Linked DNA regions of Mus musculus: region 1 is linked to region 2. Evidence: chromatin contacts called from public HiCAR-type data. All regions are on one chromosome and are shown on one strand. Each heading gives the region's core, a stretch centred on a gene start, on an enhancer-like site or on the middle of the called end of the contact. The rest is flanking DNA. Distances are from core to core; before and after follow the strand shown. Region 1 overlaps Jazf1 (JAZF zinc finger 1). Region 2 holds the start of Hoxa10 (homeobox A10).

Region 1 (2,700 bases), core at 47-2,546, 680 kb after region 2:
CCCCACCTCCCAGCCCAGAGCTTAATAGAGCATGCTCACACTTCAGCACAGTCCCAGCTACTCTAACTGAACTGGGATGAAAGACCCACTATGTGAAGCACCTGCACACAGTTCGTCTAGGCCTGAAAGCCACTGTAGTGCTGGACAGGGTAAGCCCTATGGATGCTCTCTTCTGGACCAGCACCCAGCATTGACCTTTTACAGAAACAGAAGGCCATTCAGGATGGGTCGTGTACTAGAATATTAAAGAGCCTCTCAAGCTGCCTGTAGGGCCTGGTCCAGCTGCAGGGGGAGGGGCACCTAGGGTTTCTGATGTGCATCAAAGATTCCAGTGACTCTGATCCTGCTGATGATACTAGGGGCAGCTCCTCGAAGCACTGCACTTAAATGACCACAGCAGTCTGGTAACCTTGGATTAGGTAACAGTGTCATGGGTAACTGCAGGCTACAGGCTTCTCTGGTGCAGTAGCCAACGGTAGCGATACTATCAGGAACATTAAGGAGGGAATGATGACACTGGTCCTTAATCCTATCACACTGTGGGTCACAGTGAGACAAGGACTGAGGAAACTTGTCCCGGGAGACTCCAAGCCAGGGAGCAATCCTTAGTTTCAGCACTCATATCTGAATCACTGATCATATGTTCCTTAGTTTAGAGACACAGGGTGTGGCCAGCAAGAACAACAAACTGCCTCTAATATTTTAATAAAAATCACAGCAAACTTTCCTAGCAATGGGCCCAAGATCAACTTTTCTGAAAGCAACTAGTGGTAGACCTGGGCTGGAAACCAACCCATGGCTGCTTGTTAAATCAACTCAAGCAGTAGATCTTACAGCTGTAAAAATAGTGGTTTAAAATCCAAGCTAACAGCCACCCAAATAGATGCTATACTTAAGTTTTAAATCCACATACTCTTCAACCACTGTCAGCTAAGAAACAGGGGAAAGGAATAAAGAAAAGGCCAAGAGCATCAGTTTTTCTCAAGAGGACACTGGCTTCTGGCTCCAGTAATTTCAAGCGCAGAAGCCATGGCCAGTGATTCACAGGGAATCATGAGGGTGACTTGGGCAGGGTTTCTCTCCCTACCCCTGGGGATCTATCTGTGCCATGACCTCCAGCTAGCAGTGTGAAACTGTAAGTGTCAGAAAACTCAATACTTCTGGGTTGTCTGATGTTGATCTTTGAGGAGTTTCTGGAGTAGAAATAAACAGGAAATTGTTGCCTCTGAAAAGGCTCTCTGTTCCTAGGAAGGCAATAGCATGAAGATGTGAGGTCGTCCACAGGACAGCCACACACCTACCAGCACACATAGAGCCACATACACGGGGCTTGATGGATCCTCAGGCACTCTTACTCCAGACCTCTTATAAGCATGACCGAAAGGGGTGGGGAGAAGGGGGGGGGGGCTCTGTAATCTATAGCTTTCTAAGACACACTTTTAGAGCTTAGAGAGTGACTGACATAGCCTCCAAGTCCTCAGAGAACTTTGGCATAGATTCTTTTGGGCTATTCCAGGAACCATGTGGGAAAGGGAATGGGTTTTTGTTTGTTTGTTTGTTTGTTTGTTTTATTTTTCTTTCATTTTGAAAATTAAGGAACTGAACAGACATAGTCACAAAAGCTATGGGGAAACTGGCTAACTGTTACAAGTTGTCAAAAAAGGACATCAGGTCAAAACTAAGCAAATCCAAACAAATCATGAGCTCTATTCTAGTTAACAATGTATCACTATCCTAATCTAACCAAGATGTCAGTAATGTGAAAAAACTGGGTTTGGGAATACTAAATAATTCTGTATTTTTTCTGTAAACTTAAAACAAAAAGGTTGTTTAAAAACGAGGGAACAGATGATACTCAGACAATAAAAGGCAGACACAGCTGCACTGTTTTCTGTATGCTTAAGATTTTTTTAGAAGAGTTTGTAATTGAAAATATTTTAGGCTTTGAAGCTATAAAATACACACACACACAATCAATCTTGTATGTGTGCACACACACACATATACATAGATGCACACAGGTACACACACACACACACAGATGTACACTCATACACACTTCAAAAATCGTTTTCTCAAAGAAGTAAAGGATTTGTATGGAGAAAAAATGCTATGCTCCTAAAAGACCTGAAATATACCTCAGCAATCTGTTGCTATGGATCCTTTGAGAAGCAGCCACCATGTTCCTGACACATGACGCAGGAAGAAGACGGACTTGGTCCATCCACCTCCAATGACCCAGGCCCCACATCTCCCTGACACGCACTGAAGGCTCCACATTTTCCTGTGAGGATATTTGCTCCTTGAGGCTTGCGTCCCAACAAATTCTCTTCCAATGGTGGGTTACAGCATAGGGAATACTGCCCCTTCACACATCAGTGACATCTGAATGACATCCATAGAAAGCATGAACTGCAAGGTGAAAATCTACCCCAGATTTACAGCCAAGCCATTAGCCATCTGTCTACGTTCATCCTTTGCTGAAGACTGGATGGCCTTAAATCAGTGGGGAAACCTACAAGCTTTCATTTGGGAATAGTGATGACTCAGCTGTAATTACAGCTTTTTGGAGGTGGAGGCAGGAGGATCAGGAGTTCATGGCCAGGCTCAGCTACAGGAGACTGTTGCAAGCCAGCCAATCAGTCAGCTACCCCGCCTTTCATCTTCCCTAGCATCTTAGAGGCCAGTAGGAGCTCACAT
Region 2 (2,700 bases), core at 196-2,695:
GCCGGTTAATGGGCTTATTTATTGGCTCTGGCGGCTGCTTATTTTGGATGCCTTACAAACATCCGTGCTATCTGCAAGCGAGCCACTTTTCCTCCCTGCCCCTCCCCCCCGCGTGGGCCGCGCTGAGCAGGCTGGGCTAAGGACCAGGGCTTGGGGGTACTCAGGGCCACGAGAAAGTGCAAGCACGGGAGGAGGGCTGCTCGCTGGTGTTCTCATCCCCCAAGTCTGGGTGAGCAGGGGCCAGAGCTGAGGACGTCTTGGTGTGGGGCCCTAAGCCGGACGTGGATTTTTACAGCATCCCCACGCCCAAATATTAAAAACAAGTTCAGAAGGTCAGCCTGCCGTCAGTTTGGGCCAAGGCCTACGGCTGCCGCGCGGGCTTCTGGTCCTCTGCTCCTTCCTTGTGGGTCTGTCTGTCTGTCTGTCTGCCCGTCTGACTTGAGCCCTCGGTTGAGCTCTGCTTACCCAGGGAGTCCTTCTCCGGCGAAGCTTTACTGTTTTCTGAAGGGGCTGGAGACAGCTCCTCAGCCGCCGAGGATGACGCGTGTGCCTCCTCGTCGCCCTGCGAGCCGCCGCCACCGGTGCAAACCAGAGTGGGTGGTGGCGTGGAGTCTAGGACTCGCTCCTTCCCGGCTGCCTCGGTCGAGCCAGAGGCCAGTGCGGGCGGCGGGTCGAAACCGCGCCCCGGGGGCTGCGCAGGAAAGGGACTAGCGAGCTGCTGCGTGCCGCCGCCGCCACTGCCGAAGCCCTTGGCCGTGCCGTAGGCCTGCGACAGGCGGAAGTAGCCGGGTACTGGCACTCCGCTGGAGGCGCCCAGGGCGCAGCCGTCGGGCGGCGGGCCCCGCGGGAAAGGGGCCAGATCAGCGGCGGCCGAGCCCTTGGGGCATTTGTCCGCAGCATCGTAGAGGCAGTAGGAGCTCTCTTCTTTGATGTTCTGCGCAAAAGAACACGAAGTGGCCTGTGGCTGGGGTTGAGGTGGCTGCGGCGGGGGCGGCGGCGGCTGCTGCTGCTGCTGCTGGGGTTGTGGCTGCGGTGGCGGCGGCCCGTCGGGCGGCTCCATCCGGCAGGAGCGGGGCGCGTCCAGCCACAGGTCTAGGGGCGCGGGCGCGTAGCCATGCGTCCCAGGACCCAGGCCCCCGCTGCCACCACCGCCACCGCCTCCGGGCGACGGCGCTTCATTACGCTTGCTGCCCAGCGCGGGGAAGAGCCCGCAGCTTTGCAGCCCGTAGGGCAGGTCGCTGGCAGGCGGCAGGTAGACCCCACCGTGGGCGTAGTAGCCACCTCCACCGCCCCCCGCGCTACCGCCACCAACACCAGCCTCGCCTCTGCCTGAGCTGATGAGCGAGTCGACCAAAAAGGAGTTCGCGGCAGGGCTCTCCGAGCATGACATTGTTGTGGGATAATTTGGCGAAGGGAGCAGATAGCCCTTTCTGGCTGACATTTCTTGTGCAAAACATGCTGAATACGATTAGCAATCCCCCCCGCACCGCGGCGGGCGCTTGCAGCCAATCCCGAGCCAGAGTTTCCACGCGACCACTCCCAGTTTGGTTTCGTAGGCGCGGGGCCGCTCTCTGAGGGCGCCCTCGGAGCCCGCGATTGATATAAATATGTAATCTGTATTGATGGGCCAGAAGACGCACGCCTGACACCTATGGCTCAAAGGCCGGAACTGTGGGGGCTGCCTCAAAGTGGAGGTTGGGGGACCTGGCTCTTGAACCTGTACCCCCCCCCCCCCCATGCAAGGGACTATTTGGAAGCACCCTTGGGCTCTGCGCTGTTAACAAGTGGAGTGTTTATGATGTGCACCCCAGCCAACCTTGGGTGCTCCCATGTCTGCTATGGAGTGGCCATGAGTCCCCGTCGCCTTGATCATTTAAACGGGCCCTGTAGCAGGCTAGCTATCCTATACATTTCTGGGCCTGGAGCTGGCCTCAATTCTTAAGTTTGGCTTCCCAAAGTGGCTGGTAAAAAAGTCATACTAAGGCTGTCAAGATCTTTGGACGGTCCAGAACCTACAGTAAACCAGTACGGCCTCAAACATCTCACAAAGAATGAATATTGTCCGAAATCCATCGGCCGATGATCAATGCCTGGATCCTCTGTCCTCACTGTCTTACACCATCCTCTGGTCAGTGAAGGTTTTTCTCCTTCACTGTGATCAATCGGTTCATGCTCTCTACTCCTGTCATCCAACCTTGCACAGCTGCCTTAGTGAGGTGAAAAATCAATAGACTGGCAAGAGCCCACCACCACCACCACCACCACTCCCGACCTCCCAAACCACAGTTCAGAGGCAAACGCATACTCCCCATCCTCTACCTTTAGAGGACTAGAATGCTGGCTTTGGGTCTCTGGCCTTTCTGTGCTGGCAGAACTGGAAGGAAAACCTTGGGAGAATGTGTCTAGCAAATACCTCCGCCACACTGCTTTCTCTCTCGCTCTCCTTTGAGCCTAAACATTCCTTGGCTCCAGGAGGTTCTGACCAAACCTGTCTGTACCCCACTCTACCCCCAAAGACATGGCGAGGGCAGTCCTTTTCCCAGCCATTTTTGTCGTATACTGTGCACATTTTAACAAGGTGGTGATGAGGAAGTCCATTCCCTAGGAGGCTGAGCTGGGTTTGGGCCCTATTATAAGAGACTCTAGAGCCCAGGGTGCTACCTTTGGGCAATTGAAAATGGTCAGCCTACGGCATGCTAG

Evidence for each region. HiCAR-type assays count read pairs that join an accessible place to other places.
Region 1: a contact with region 2 is called in a HiCAR-type map of fibro-adipogenic progenitors, with 7 times the contacts expected there. The contact joins the enhancer-like site here to the promoter of Hoxa10 in region 2. A contact is called at or near these places in 13 of 39 promoter capture datasets (the C10 cell line, the HPC-7 cell line, HPC-7-derived erythroid cells and 9 more), 2 of 484 Hi-C or Micro-C datasets (the P5424 cell line and bone marrow-derived macrophages), 13 of 115 datasets of contacts at active chromatin or transcription factors (DN3 thymocytes, acute myeloid leukemia, double positive thymocytes and 10 more) and 4 of 9 other capture datasets (adipose tissue, liver, macrophages and 1 more).

What each region holds. Positions count from the first base shown.
Region 1 is chr6:52,912,580-52,915,279 of GRCm38.p6, forward strand. The region is part of intron 1 of Jazf1 (JAZF zinc finger 1); the gene reads right to left. Among named protein-coding and RNA genes, the nearest start is that of Gm52903, 48 kb to the left of the region's middle. Within about 2 kb of position 1,297, at least 14 of the 459 cell types and tissues checked have an H3K27ac peak or open chromatin away from gene starts, as enhancers often do. A contact at or near this core is called in adipose tissue and fibro-adipogenic progenitors, where this site is marked.
Region 2 is chr6:52,233,494-52,236,193 of GRCm38.p6, forward strand. Hoxa10 (homeobox A10) reads right to left here and starts at 1,446. Exons shown (of 2, transcript NM_008263.3): 1 at 466-1,446. The coding sequence starts at 1,441.